2 separate regions of the Pan troglodytes genome follow, and region 2 is linked to region 1. A link is a contact called in public HiChIP or PLAC-seq data. All regions are on one chromosome and are shown on one strand. Each heading gives the region's core, a stretch centred on a gene start, on an enhancer-like site or on the middle of the called end of the contact. The rest is flanking DNA. Distances are from core to core; before and after follow the strand shown.

Evidence for each region. HiChIP or PLAC-seq counts read pairs in DNA pulled down with a chosen protein or histone mark.
Region 2: a contact with region 1 is called in an H3K4me3 HiChIP or PLAC-seq map of stem cell-derived excitatory neurons, with 3 times the contacts expected there. The contact joins the promoter of LOC134806941 here to the enhancer-like site in region 1. A contact is called at or near these places in 5 of 7 Hi-C or Micro-C datasets (blood, induced pluripotent stem cells, a lymphoblastoid cell line and 1 more), 1 of 1 datasets of contacts at active chromatin or transcription factors (stem cell-derived excitatory neurons) and 1 of 1 other capture datasets (stem cell-derived neural stem cells).

What each region holds. Positions count from the first base shown.
Region 1 is chr13:93,622,591-93,628,994 of NHGRI_mPanTro3-v2.0_pri, forward strand. No RefSeq gene overlaps it. Among named protein-coding and RNA genes, the nearest start is that of CAVIN2, 280 kb to the right of the region's middle. Within about 2 kb of position 3,856, at least 2 of the 24 cell types and tissues checked have an H3K27ac peak or open chromatin away from gene starts, as enhancers often do. A contact at or near this core is called in stem cell-derived excitatory neurons, where this site is marked.
Region 2 is chr13:93,741,765-93,748,121 of NHGRI_mPanTro3-v2.0_pri, forward strand. It overlaps LOC134806941 (nucleic acid binding protein 1), which reads left to right and starts at 1,913. Exons shown (of 6, transcript XM_063790634.1): 1 at 1,913-2,192; 2 at 2,939-3,077; 3 at 5,879-5,950. The coding sequence starts at 5,889. It overlaps LOC112208389 (a long non-coding RNA gene), which reads right to left and starts at 1,998. Exons shown (of 3, transcript XR_002942846.3): 1 at 1,666-1,998; 2 at 861-954.

The DNA.
Region 1 (6,404 bases), core at 2,606-5,105:
TTTGCTCTCCATCTGTCATGGTGGGCTTTGTTTGCATTGCACTGCTTGGCTGGCTTCCCTCTTTGTTATATCTTTGTAAGTTTCCTCCTTAATTGGATTTGTCTATGTGTTTTGTTGAACATCCTTAATAATTTCAGAAATAGTGGTCAGGGAGTATATTTTCCAAAGGTTGGCATGACTGAGATGTCTTCTTGTTATTCTCCTTTGATTGAAATTTCATGATGAAAATGTTCCTTTAATTTCTCTCAATAGCTCATAGTAATTCCTTATTTTTATCTAGTACAAATCACTAGAATTAATGTTAGTTGTGTCTTGCATAATTTCTGTTAAGATTATTTTAGTACTATTTCAATATTATTTTTAAATAAAACAGATTATATGAGTAAATTATGGTCTTAAGTGAATCTTTCTGGCTGTTTCCAGTAAAAAGTAACCCTCTCTCATTTCCTTTACACCTTCGTATAACAACTAGACATTTTCTTCTCATATATTCTATTGTATTTCTGTGAAACCTTCTGGAAAGGTTTTTAAAGCAGTATTTCTGTCATCATTTTGTGAGTCCCATTTTCACAACTCACTTAGAAGCGAAATGTTTTATGAGAAACTGTGTGGGGCCTAGAATGAGTAAAGCACTAGTCTTTGAGCATGATTCAGAAAATTAAGTCTTCCAGTAGACTTAAAGCTATTGTAAGGCCCATCTGTGTGCCTAAGGAAAGACTCCTTAACTCACTGAGAAAATGCCTATGAGCGTAAGAAAACTCCTTTTCTCCTCTATAAAATAAAGAAAATGGTTAAAGTTTTACATGTATGACCCGATCCTTTGCTGTTTACAGCAGAGAAATCTGTGATTCTCCTGCTGATAGAATGAAAGTTACTTTTAAATGGTTAGAATTGAAAAATGCTCAGATCAAAATATTTGCTGAATTTTCCTCTCAATAATACCTGGGTGGATATGTAATTATTTCTTGGCCTGCTGGGTGAAGTAGCCCACAGGGTTTTGTCTGTCTTCACACATACGGAGAGGACTGTACCGTGGTCAGAACGTGGCTCCGAGGGCCTGACTGCATGGGTTCACATCCTGCCTCTGCTACTACCTAGCTGAGTCACACTGGGCCATTCTGCTTAAACTCCCTCCAACTCTGGTGTCCCCTGAGCCTCAGATGTCCCCTCTGTGAAATGAAGATAACACTAGCACTTAGGCTGTGAGGGAATTGTAAAGGTTAGGTGAGTTAGCCTCTGCAGGGAGCTAAACACATTGCCAGGCCCCTGACAAGCCTCTGGGATGTCTGCTAGCATCATTATCATTCAGTCATGAATTAGGCGTACATAGCTCACCCTCAAGGAACCCTTGAGGCATATTCATGTCTAAAAAAATGAGGTCATTTTGGGTTGATGGGGAAGGAGCCTCTGGAAGAGATAGGGTTCCTTTTCAAAGCTTTGCGGGGTGAGAGTGGAGAGGATGCATCTACAATGACAACAAATGCTGTTGATGGGCTCTAGGAGATGTATGGGAACGGGGCGTGGGTGAAAATATGAACCTACCCAAGTGTGTGTGTGACCAGTAAAGAGAGTGGAACATTAGAGATGAGAAAGGGAAATCCTTATAGAACATTCAAAAGATACAAAAAACAGTAACAGTACACCAATGCTCTAGAAAAGAAAATCTGACTTCACATAGGCATATTAAACATCCCACCAATACTTGAAATGCACTGAACTAGTAGATAATTGAAATAAGGTATTTAAAATTGCATAATAGGCTGGGTGTGGTGGCTCACACCTGTAATCCCAGCACTCTGGGAGGCTGAGGCGGGAGGATCAATTGAGGTCAGGAGTTCGAGACCAGCGTGGCTAACATGGCGAAAGCTGTGTCTACCAAAAATACAAAAATTAGTTGGGTGTGGTAGCGGGCACCTGTAGTCTCAGCTACTTGGGAGGTTGAGGCAGGAGAATTGCTTGAACCTGGGAGGCAGAAGTTGCAGTGAGCTGAGATTGAGCCACTGCACTCCAGCCTGGGAAACAGAGCAAGACTCCGTCTCAAAAAAAAAAAAAAAAAAGATAGATAGATAGTGATAGTTGGATAGATAGATAGATAGATAATGATAGAGATATTTGGTTGGCCATTGATAAGACATAATACAAAGAAGAGGTTGACTGAAGAAACCACTGAGATCCTTCTTTCTTAAAGTCATTCTTTGTGTTTCTAATTTCTTATAAAAATAGCTCAATATCTAGAAACAGCTTGTCTTCAGAGAGGTAAGCCCAGATATATACAGAAACTGCTGTACTTGTGGTATGATATGGAGGGTGTGGGGATTAAATGAGATTTTAAGTGCCTTGTCTATCACTGATACACAGTAGGCATTCAACAAATATAAATTTCCTTAAAATCTAGCATTAGGTTAGTCTTTGGATTCTTTATTTAGTCCTCCTTAAATATATTTAGTTCATTCTTTCATTCCCTTTTTTTTTTTTTTTTTTTTTTGAGACAGAGTCTTGCTGTGTCACCCAGGCTGGAGTGCAGTGGCACGATCTTGGCTCACTGCAACCTCTGCCTCCTGGGTTCAAGCGATTCTCCTGCCTCAGCCTCCCGAGTAGCTGGGATTACAGGCATGTGCCACCAGGCCTGGCTAATATTTTTTCTGTAGAGACGGGGTTTCACCATATTGGCCATGCTGGTCTTGAACTCCCAAGTTCAAGTGATCCATCTGCCTTGGCCTCCCAAAGTGCTGGGATTAGGGGTGTGAGCCACCATGCCTGGCATCTCCAAATATTCATTGATGGTTTACCATGTGCCACACCCAGCACCAGCCCTAGGGGTACAGGGTGAATAATAAGTCCCTGAACCCAAAGAACAAGTCTGGTGACTGACAGTGTTAGTGACATCACAGAGAAATGTCTGCTGATTGGAGGGATCAGATCAGGAACCTGTAGGAAAGAGTGGGAGACAAAGAGTCAGAAAAGGGTTCAAGGTAAATCAACGGGGTTTGCAGGCCCCTCAATCTGCTTCTCATTGTAGCCCGGAGCGGGCCTCGGTACCATCCCTGTAGCTAGAGACTAAGTGGGGAATGGCATCCCCTCCCTAGCTGTGGCTCTAATCCAAGTGTAGTGATGCCTTAGAAACTGCTGCCTGAAAACAAAGAAAAAGAAGAAAACAATAACCATAATGAAATAAAAGCCTTAAAGCGAAAGAAAAACAAAATGTCATGATTTGTGCATTTTTCTGCAAAACCGATTTGTTCTGTGGTGGAAGATAGAGTCTGCGTTTGATTTCTACAAGACATGCAGTAATGGGTTATGTACTCCAGGGAAAAACTATTCTTAAGGGAGTGAGAACGTGATGGATTCACTTCCTTGGTGAGGTTTACAATATGTGGCAGTTTCAGTGCGAGCAGGTATTTGGTCTATAAACTTGGAGAGCCAGGCATTAGTGGGAGCTCGTTTCTAAATGAAGAAGAATGCAGCTCTCCCTCTCACTCTGGTTATTAGTCCTTCTGGGGATAAACAGGAAGATTAAGTGTTTTCCTGATGTTGTGTTTGCCTGTCACAGTAATGTGCACACACCCCATTGGCAGCACCTTTACGTGGCGCCGCAGACTTGCTATTTTTGTTGGAAGGAGCTGTTCATTGAGAGGCCTGGGTCTGATTCCGTGCTGAATGGTGTCGGGGTTATTTCCACTCTTTGTTCAAATGCTGCCTCTCAATTAGATGCTCTACGATTAGCTGCTTTGCAATTAGAAACTGGATCTGTGAACATCCAGTTTCTTGGTCCCCGGAGGACATTTCATGTCCTCACTCCTCAAAGCCTGCTGTTCTGCTTGTTGCAGTTTAAATGGTGCTAAAGAGAGGCCAACCTGCCAGCCAGCTGGCTTCCCGGAGGACCTTGGAGGCTGCCCGCGCTGGGGCTGCTGGAGACCTGCTCGGCTGGGCACGTGTGGGGAACTTGAATTGTCATCTCTGTGAGAAGTGACTTCATTCTAGGGGGCTTATTTGTGTTAACTAATCTCTTAAAACACTGGCTGGCTGATAAATTAAAATGCCAATTTATTTATTTACTATTAGAAATATACTTGCTAAGCAATATATCTGTGTCAGCCATTCAGTTTGTTCTCTTCACACAAATAAAGCCTATTTGGGGCCGGGCAGGGTGGCTCACGCCTGTAATCCCAGCACTTTGGGAGGCCGAGGTGGGTGGATCAGGGGTTCGAGACCAGCTTGGCCAACACGGCGAAACCCTGTATCTACTAAACATACAAAAAACAAAACAAAACAAAAAAACTAGCTGGGCGTGGTGCCAGGTGCCTGTAGTCCCAGCTACTCCGGAGGTTGAGGTGGGAGGATGGCTTGAGCCCGGGAGGCGGAGTTTGTAGTGAGCTGAGATTGTGCCACTGCACTCCAGCCTGTGCAACACAGCGAGACTCCATCTCAAAAAAAAAAAAAAATCTATTTGGGAAACCAAATTATAGATCATATATTTCGTAGTGAGGGAAAAAGAGACTCCTGTACACTGCTCATTGGAATATAAATTGAGACAAGTTTTCTGGGCGGCAATGTTTTATTATTATGTGGAGCCTTTCCATTGGACAAGCATAATGGATTCCTCATTTGTGTCTCCTATCATTACTTAAAAATTTATTTGGTGGTGGAAGCTTCCCCTACTCACTGGCTGAGAACTTGGATGCCCCTCTGTTCTGCTTGCTCTTGGGGAATAGATTGGCCTATGTTCTAAGCCACAAATGCTGGCTTGATTCAGAAATTAAGAGTATACAATCCAAGCTATTAATCCAACTTCAGTCTTTTTTTTCACAGGTAAGACATTTCCTTTCCTTGTCCCACCTGAGGTTTGTGTTCGACGGGGCACCTGTTCTTTGCACCGTGGTTTTGGTCACCTTCTCTCACTCCTTTCTTTCCCTCTTTCTCCTTGTTAATTGCATCTTCTGGCCTCTCAGAGGATGGGACACAGCAAAGGAAGAAGTCACTAAGCCTGTGGTGGGAGATACCATGCTCCCCTCTCTCTGGTGATGGGCAGGCTGTCACAGCATGGCTTAGCTGAGGACATCACCTCCCAAATCCACTTCTTCCACACTCAGCACTTGTTTAGTCTTTGCCTGAGTGATCTAAAGTAGAAAGCCTAGCTTTTTTGTCTATCTTTTGAACATTTTGTTCAGGCACCTAACTTCGGTGTGGAACATCTATTGCATGTATTTTACTTTGTGTGTGTCTGTCATGTATTTCCTCAGCCTAAATTCCTAGAACTGGAGTTGTTATGCTCATGAGTGTTAGTAAACCTAGCAGTTAAGAGTGTGGGTTCTGGAGACTATTGTTTCCAAGTGGCAGGGTCAAACTTTAGTTTTAACATCCTGAAATGTTGTATATGCATTGAAAACTTTAAAGGTTTTCATAACAACAGCAAATACTTATTTGGAACTTCTACTAAGTTTAATTTTTCAACAATCCTATGAATTATGTGTTATCATAATCTCCATTTCGCAGATAAACCAAGGCAAAGAAAGACTCAACAACTTGCCTAGAGTCACACCAATAGAAAGGAATAAATCTAGCATTCCATCCAAACTGTCTGCCTCCCATTCTAGGAAATCAGTCTGAGGAAATAGTAAGATACACTAAATAATATAGCTGGATTTTAATTGCAATATTTCTGATAACTTGAAAAAACTGGGTACAACTTACATATTTGATAGTAAGAGATTGATTAAATAAACAGTGGTATCTTAATATGCTAGAATCCAAAGACTTTAAACACGTATTTTAGAGGAATAGTCACATACGAACAATGCATAACTAATGTAATTGCTCTGTCACTCAGGCTGGAGTGCAGTGGCACGATCTCAGCTCACTACAACCTCTGTCTCCCAGATTCAAGCGATTCTCCTGCCTCAGCCTCTCAAGTAGCTGGGATTACAGGCATGCACCACCATCCCTGGCTAATTTTTGTACTTTTAGTAGAGATGGGGTTTCGCCATGTTGGCCAGGCTGGTCTTGAACTCCCGAACTCAAGTGATCCGCCCATCTCGGTCTCCCAAAGTGCTGGGATTACAGGCATGAGCCACAGCGCTCCACCAACATATATTAATTTTATTAAAAAACTGTTAGAAATACAATATAAAGAAGTCAAAATGGGAAACTGGTTTGCAAGAGAAGATTGAGTTAGAATTGAATTTGAAGTGAAAAAAATCTTTTTAAGAAGGTGATTGGTGAAATGGAGTCAGAACAAAATGTTGAATAACCTTAAGGATGGTCCATTTGAGCAGTTAAATCCCTGAAAACACTATTCCATTAGAGGGTGACATTAGCCTGCTATCTTCTTGACACAATATATGACCTAGAAAGATTTGGGGAAGAGATACGATTTTGAAATTTCTTTTTGTTACATAAAGTCTACA
Region 2 (6,357 bases), core at 663-3,162, 120 kb after region 1:
GAAGGGCTGAGCCACAGCTTGGAGTACCAGCTTCTGCTTTTGTGGGGCTTGATTTTCTGTGTCTGATTTCTTTTTATAAAATGTTCATATAATTAGCCTGAACAGCCCAACCTAATCCCTTTTCTGGGGGCAAATCATTGAGAGTTGAGTGGCAAACTTTCTTTGCCCAAACTCTTGGCAGTAACTCTTAACATTCTTAATTGGTTTCCTGTCTATTCTTAATCTTTTGAAGATCTTGTCAAACCTTAAAAAAAAAAGAGCTCTGCCTTAAATATTGCTTCTGTGAGAATATTTTACCTGTTTAAGAAAATACAGCTTTGAGTACAATCCAATTGAAGTGTCAAGTCCTGCCAGATAACCATGGTAGAATTAGAGCTTCTGATCTGGATTGGGATTGAGGTTGGACGCTGGCTCTGCCATTAACTGGCATGTTTCATCATTTGTTTTATTTGATGTTGAAATTATGCTTATAATTTTATTTTACACCACTTTCCAGTATGACTATCAGTGTCTTTGGCACCTTAGGCTTTATTAGTTCATGAAATGGAAGCTTCTGTTTCCTTAAAAATGCCTTGACTCTCTTGCTAATGTTGTGATAATGTTTGCAACTCTTTCTAGGGCTATAATATCTATGCTGCTTGTTTGCAAATACTTGGGAAGTGGTGGTTGATCTAAAAATACTCAGAAAGAATGGGGAAAAAATTAAGGCTTCTGACACTTTTCCCAACATTTCTGTTACCATCACCAAGAGTTAACTAGATGATTCTTTAATGCCCCACTACTTTATTCTGCTATTTTATTTCTTCAGTCTGTTTTTGACTCTTATAATGACACCACTGCAAGTCAAGTCTAAACATTACCTTTAGGCTGGAGAGCTCTGGGGTCAAGATTGACTAGATTTAAAACCCAGTTCAGCCATTCTCTAGCTATCTGGTCTCTGGTGAGTTCCATCGCCTGTAAAATGGGGATTAAAAAGGGGAAAATACTGAGTATGTACTATTTGCTAGGCACTAGTTGGACAATTTATGATCCATTTAATCAGTCTTCTGCTAGGCAGGGATCCCCATTTTATTATGGTTAAAAAGCTGTAATAAAAGCCAGTTGACCTAAAGATCTCACAAGTAAATAGCTGGAGCCCAGGTTTGTCTCTAAAGCACATGCTCTTTTCACTACGCGACATAAAAAAAACTTTATTAATCTTTTTTTCCAGATTATGTTTCAAGGGTTCCCACTGCTGTTGAATAATTAATTCCTTTTAGATGTACAAAAGCAAGTGCAAAGTAAAAGAAGAAAAGCTAAATGGGGAAGGTGTGTAATATGAGAGGCAGGGGGTAAGGAAAAATGAGAAGTCTGCAAAGGAATTTACGTCCTATCTGCTTAGCATTACACAGTGGAAGGCCACGTCAGACATTTGTGTTGCAGTCCTGCCTGCTCAGGGGTTGCTGGGTGACCTTCTGCAAATTACCTCATCTTTCTGGGTTTCAATTTAAGTATGCCTGAAATGAGGCGGTTGAATTGATCTCCAAATTCCCTTCTGGTGCTAAACTTCCAGCCTTGTAGCCACTGACGCCTTCACCATCCCAGCCTGTTTTCCCTTGGTACCGGACCAGCTGCCCTTGCCCGAACCCTGTTCTTCCTCGACTGCGAACTTTCTAACGTACTCACAGGTTCTAAACTCCACCGTTCCTCGTGACCGAGGGACTAAAGGGCCCGGGCAGGGGCTCAACTCTGAGAGAAAAAAAGGCAAGAAAACTCCAAAGTTGGACAGCAAGCGTCAGAAGACTGCACAGCAGGAAGGCGAAACCGAACAGAACTGCTGCTGCGCGGCGACAGCTGAAGTGGGCGGAGAACGGGAGGGCGGGGGAGGCGGGGCCGAGAGCGATTGGAAGGACGAGGGGGCGGAGCCCGCGCTGACAGCCCCCGGGGAGGAGCGAGGGAAGCTCTGCGGGCTGCGGCGGCCGGGTCCCGCCCCTTCGCTTCCCCTCCCCAGCACCAGGCGGGCGTGGCAGCAGGCGTGCCGACGCAGCGTGACTTCACAAGGGGAGGGGCGGGCCGAGGGTCCTGCCGGCGCGCGGGCGTGTTCATCAGTCGCTGTTTGGGACGCTGGGCGTGCGGTGTTCTGTCTCCGCTCCCGTTTCGCTGTCACAGCCCGTTCCTTCCCGGAGCCCGGGACAGGCTGGGCGCGCGCCCGTGTGAGTGAGCGGGACTCAGGGCAGAAGTGTCCCCTCACTGCGTTTTTTTTTTCCTTTTATCCAAAGAACGGGGCAGTTAGTACGCTTGCCTTCCTGTCGCCCGGTTGGGAGCGGGGTTGGTGTGCGGAGTGGTTCGCCTTTTTTTCTTTAGAACTTGTGAGCCTTTTTTTTTTTTTTTTTTTTTCTTTTTTTAGGCTCAGTGCTGTCCGGGCTGGTTTGCCCGGTCCCTGACTAACCGCTTTCTGCCCCTTCTCTCGCCACCCCTGCCCAAGGTCGCCCCTCTGCCTTCGCCCCTGTCCCGGGAGGGTGGGAAGCTTTGACCCCGCCCTGCCCACTCGCGTCTCCGCAGCCGTAGCCGCGCCTGTCCCAATATGAATAGGGTCAACGACCCACTTATTTTTATAAGAGATATTAAGCCCGGACTGAAAAACTTAAATGTCGTCTTTATTGTCCTGGAGATAGGTAAGTGGGGTTTGCAGCCTACTCCACCGCCCGCTGTGCCTCCCGGGGCGGGAGACAGGGGCGCCGGCCGCTGCGCGCCCGGGGCTCCACTCCTCCTCCCTCCCCTCCCCCACCCACGTGGCTCTAGTGGCCTCCGCCCGAGATCGGATCCTACCTGAGGCGGGAGCCCTGGGCTTGGTCACTTCCCACCTTCCAGATGTATTAAAATACCGGAGGAGGAGTTAGCCTTTCTGGATGTCCTCATTATCTAACAACCCCTCCCTTTGATTTTTAAATCCTCACAGGACGCGTGACCAAAACCAAAGACGGCCATGAAGTGAGATCGTGCAAAGTAGCAGATAAAACGGGCAGCATCACTATTTCCGTGTGGGATGAGATCGGAGGTCTTATACAGCCAGGGGATATTATTCGGTTGACCAGAGGGTAGGTGTGCAAAAAAGTCGGGGGACCTAATAGTCTGCAGAATCGGGATTGGCCGGCTCCTGGGATCTTGGCAAGCCCTGAAGTCCCCCGCCTTTTCTGTGGGCCACTCTTGAGGAGTTTTGAACTCCTTTGGTGTTAACTTTGGGTGGTGGGCAGCGCTGGGATGTAACAGACCTTTGCAGTGAAAGGCAGTCGGTTTCAGCTGGGAAATCCGCGCCTCTACCCCGGTTTACAGGTTAAGTAGATTTTTAATTATTATTTTTTGGGACCGAGTCTCGCTCTGTCGCCAAGCTGGAGTGCAGTGGCGTGATCTCTCCTCACTGCAGCCTCCGCCTCGCGGGTTCAAGAGATTCTCGTGCCTCAGCCTCCCAAGTAGCTGGGACTACAGGCGTGTGCCACCACGCCCAGCTAAGTTTTGTATTTTTAGCAGAGACGGGGTTTCAGAGTGTTGCCCAGGCTGGTCTCCAACTCCTGACCTCAAGTGATCCGCGCGCCCCAACCTCCCAAAGTGCTGGGATTACAGGCGTGAGCCACCACGCCCGGCATAGATTTTTAGTTCTATTCTGAGTCAGTGAGTCTTTTTAGGAGACTGGTATAGTCCATATTTTTTCTTTTTTATAAGTTGTTTTCTCTAGTGTAGTTGTTTCCCACCCCTTCTCCATTTTTAATGACTTGAAATCCTGGCCAGTATTTTACATATGTTATTTAGAAATGTGGACATAAATGAAAATTATAGGTAAAGGATTTAGCATATTCTGTGATATGTCAAATTTGTACTTGGAAAAAGAGGGAAACTTTACAGTATCTGGAAGGCTCATTCTCCAAAATTATTTCTTGTGTCTTCTGCTGTAAGGTGGATGTTGCGCAAAAACCAAAGGGGTACACAGAAAATGTTTGGCAGAAAGGCATCTACAATACCTTCATCCAAAAGAGTCAGTTGGCGGATAGGTGGCTTTAAAAAATACTAGAACTTTTTTTTTAAAAAATAGATTGCTTTTAGAAATTTACCAAATTTTTATCTTAGGAAGATAAAAGGGCAGAAAAGGATCTTAAAAACAGAATTTGGAAGCTTTTGAGATCAATAAAATTGTAATAATTTATCATTAACTGCAGGGAAAGTGGTGGAGATTGATGTTGGCCTAATAAGTAGAATCTTAGAAGTATTGGAAAGCACTGAGAGTAGGAGCTTAGAGCTCCTTGGTGTTACCTTGCAGGCTTACAACATCTTCAGGAAGTGAGGTAAAGTGTCATCAAAGCAGGAAGTGAGAGTCAGGACTTAGACATTTTCTTCTCATACACTGACTCATGACAGTAATTTAAACTTCCACATCTTTAAAAAACAAAAGAGAATTCCTTCTTAGGGAAGTATGGTGAGGATTGATTAGTATAATTGGAGTTTTTGGCTCCCCAAATATTTTTCACCCAATGATTGAAAGTATTTTTTACGCTAAAAACGGCATCTTATTTCAAGTATTTCATGTTCTGTAGTGACAGTCATAGGTGTTTGCATCAAAAAAATTATTGGAAAATTAAACTTATTAGTTAGGTACTATAGAATTTTAAGGGGAACAATTACCTGGGAGTACAATTTAAACGAAAATTAAAAACTATAGAAACTCTATTTACTACTTCAGTATGACCTTGAGAAGTTACTACACCTCATACTTCAGCTTCCTCTTCTGTGAAATGGGAATAATTATACCTTATTTACCAAAACAACACACTCAGCTTGGAGTCTGGCTCATTCTAAGGCCCTTAAATTCTGGTTGAATCTAAGAAAAGTAGCTTTTGAAGAAAAACATACCTAACATCTAAATAATGGTTCAAATATCAACATGTTTATCAGAATACCCTGAAAACTTACCTCAGTGTTCTCATTTCTTAAAGTGAATGTTAAATATTTTAATTGTAACCAAATTTTTTCTCAAAATACGGGTTAATTTTTATTTTAGTAAGGTGAAATGTTAATGCACTGTATCCTAAGCCACTCTGTATAACTTAAGAGTGGTGAATGGTGTCTTTAATAAATAACCCTTTAATTAAAATAAAGAGAACTGTATAGTAAGTTAAAGTCATGAAGTTACCATAGTAGTTGTACAGAGAACCATTGAGAACCAAACCTTGGATTGATTTTATAATATTAATTTACCTTTTTCTTAGATATCTAGGATTATTTTATGTAGTGATGCTGTCTGCTTTCAAAATTGTTCGGAGTAAACATTTGCCAGTTTGTTTACTACAAACCCAGCATGGTATTAAAAATCACATGTTTGGAAAGGCAGATAGGTGAAGATTTGTGACCTTAGTGTTTTTTTTAGCACTTTGAAATTCTACCAGATCTTCGGTAGCTTAGGAATCCTGTGTCTTTTATGGAGGCAGAAGGAAAACTGTTATATCATTATTTGACTAGACTGTAAATGAAACATTAGGATGATTTTACATATCTTGTGGCTGAAAAATAGTTTCTGTTTAAATTTCTGCAATTAAAAGCTTTTGTTTTGTTAATTGACTAAAGATGTGATCATTGGGTATAATAATACTGGCTTTGCGAAAAGACTTATTTTCCAGAATTTGTTATGATTTAGATAATTATGTCAAAATTTGACAGAATTTTTGTATTCTTTTGTAAATAGCAAGTTATCAAAGTTAGATTTATTGTATTTGATTTACTATGGTGGATAGAGAGGGCTTGATCCTCACTTCTACCTTAATACAAAAAATATATAGTGTGAAGATTTACTCGATTTAAATAGAAGAAAATAAATATATTTCTAAAGAATTAATGTTTCTTTTCTCTCTAGGTATGCATCCATGTGGAAAGGATGTCTGACACTTTATACTGGAAGGGGTGGTGAACTTCAAAAAATTGGGGAGTAAGTATTAAAATGCATTTTGTATAATTGCATATATTATAAATAATATCTATGGAATAATTGGTAGGTATGAATTGTAAACCTCTTTGGCTTTTTTGACTAGTAAACTGAATGTCTTTGGTAGCTTAATTGAAAAAATAACTTCGTGTGTACAAATTTAACACTTGTCAGTACTGTTTTCTGTGGTTGAAAGTGTCAATTTTTCCTGGCACAGAGCAGTAGAAGAAGCTGCAGTTGAGACCAGCCCTAGTGGAAGCATTTCTGTAGGTTTTAGAAATGTGCATTTTTTAGGTGTCACAAGAGCCATTTGAAGTAGATTCTCTTTTGTAGTGATTCACCATATACGAAGCTAGTGATTCACCAAGTTTCAGGCCATAAGTTTAAATTTTCTTTTTCTATGGTTATGG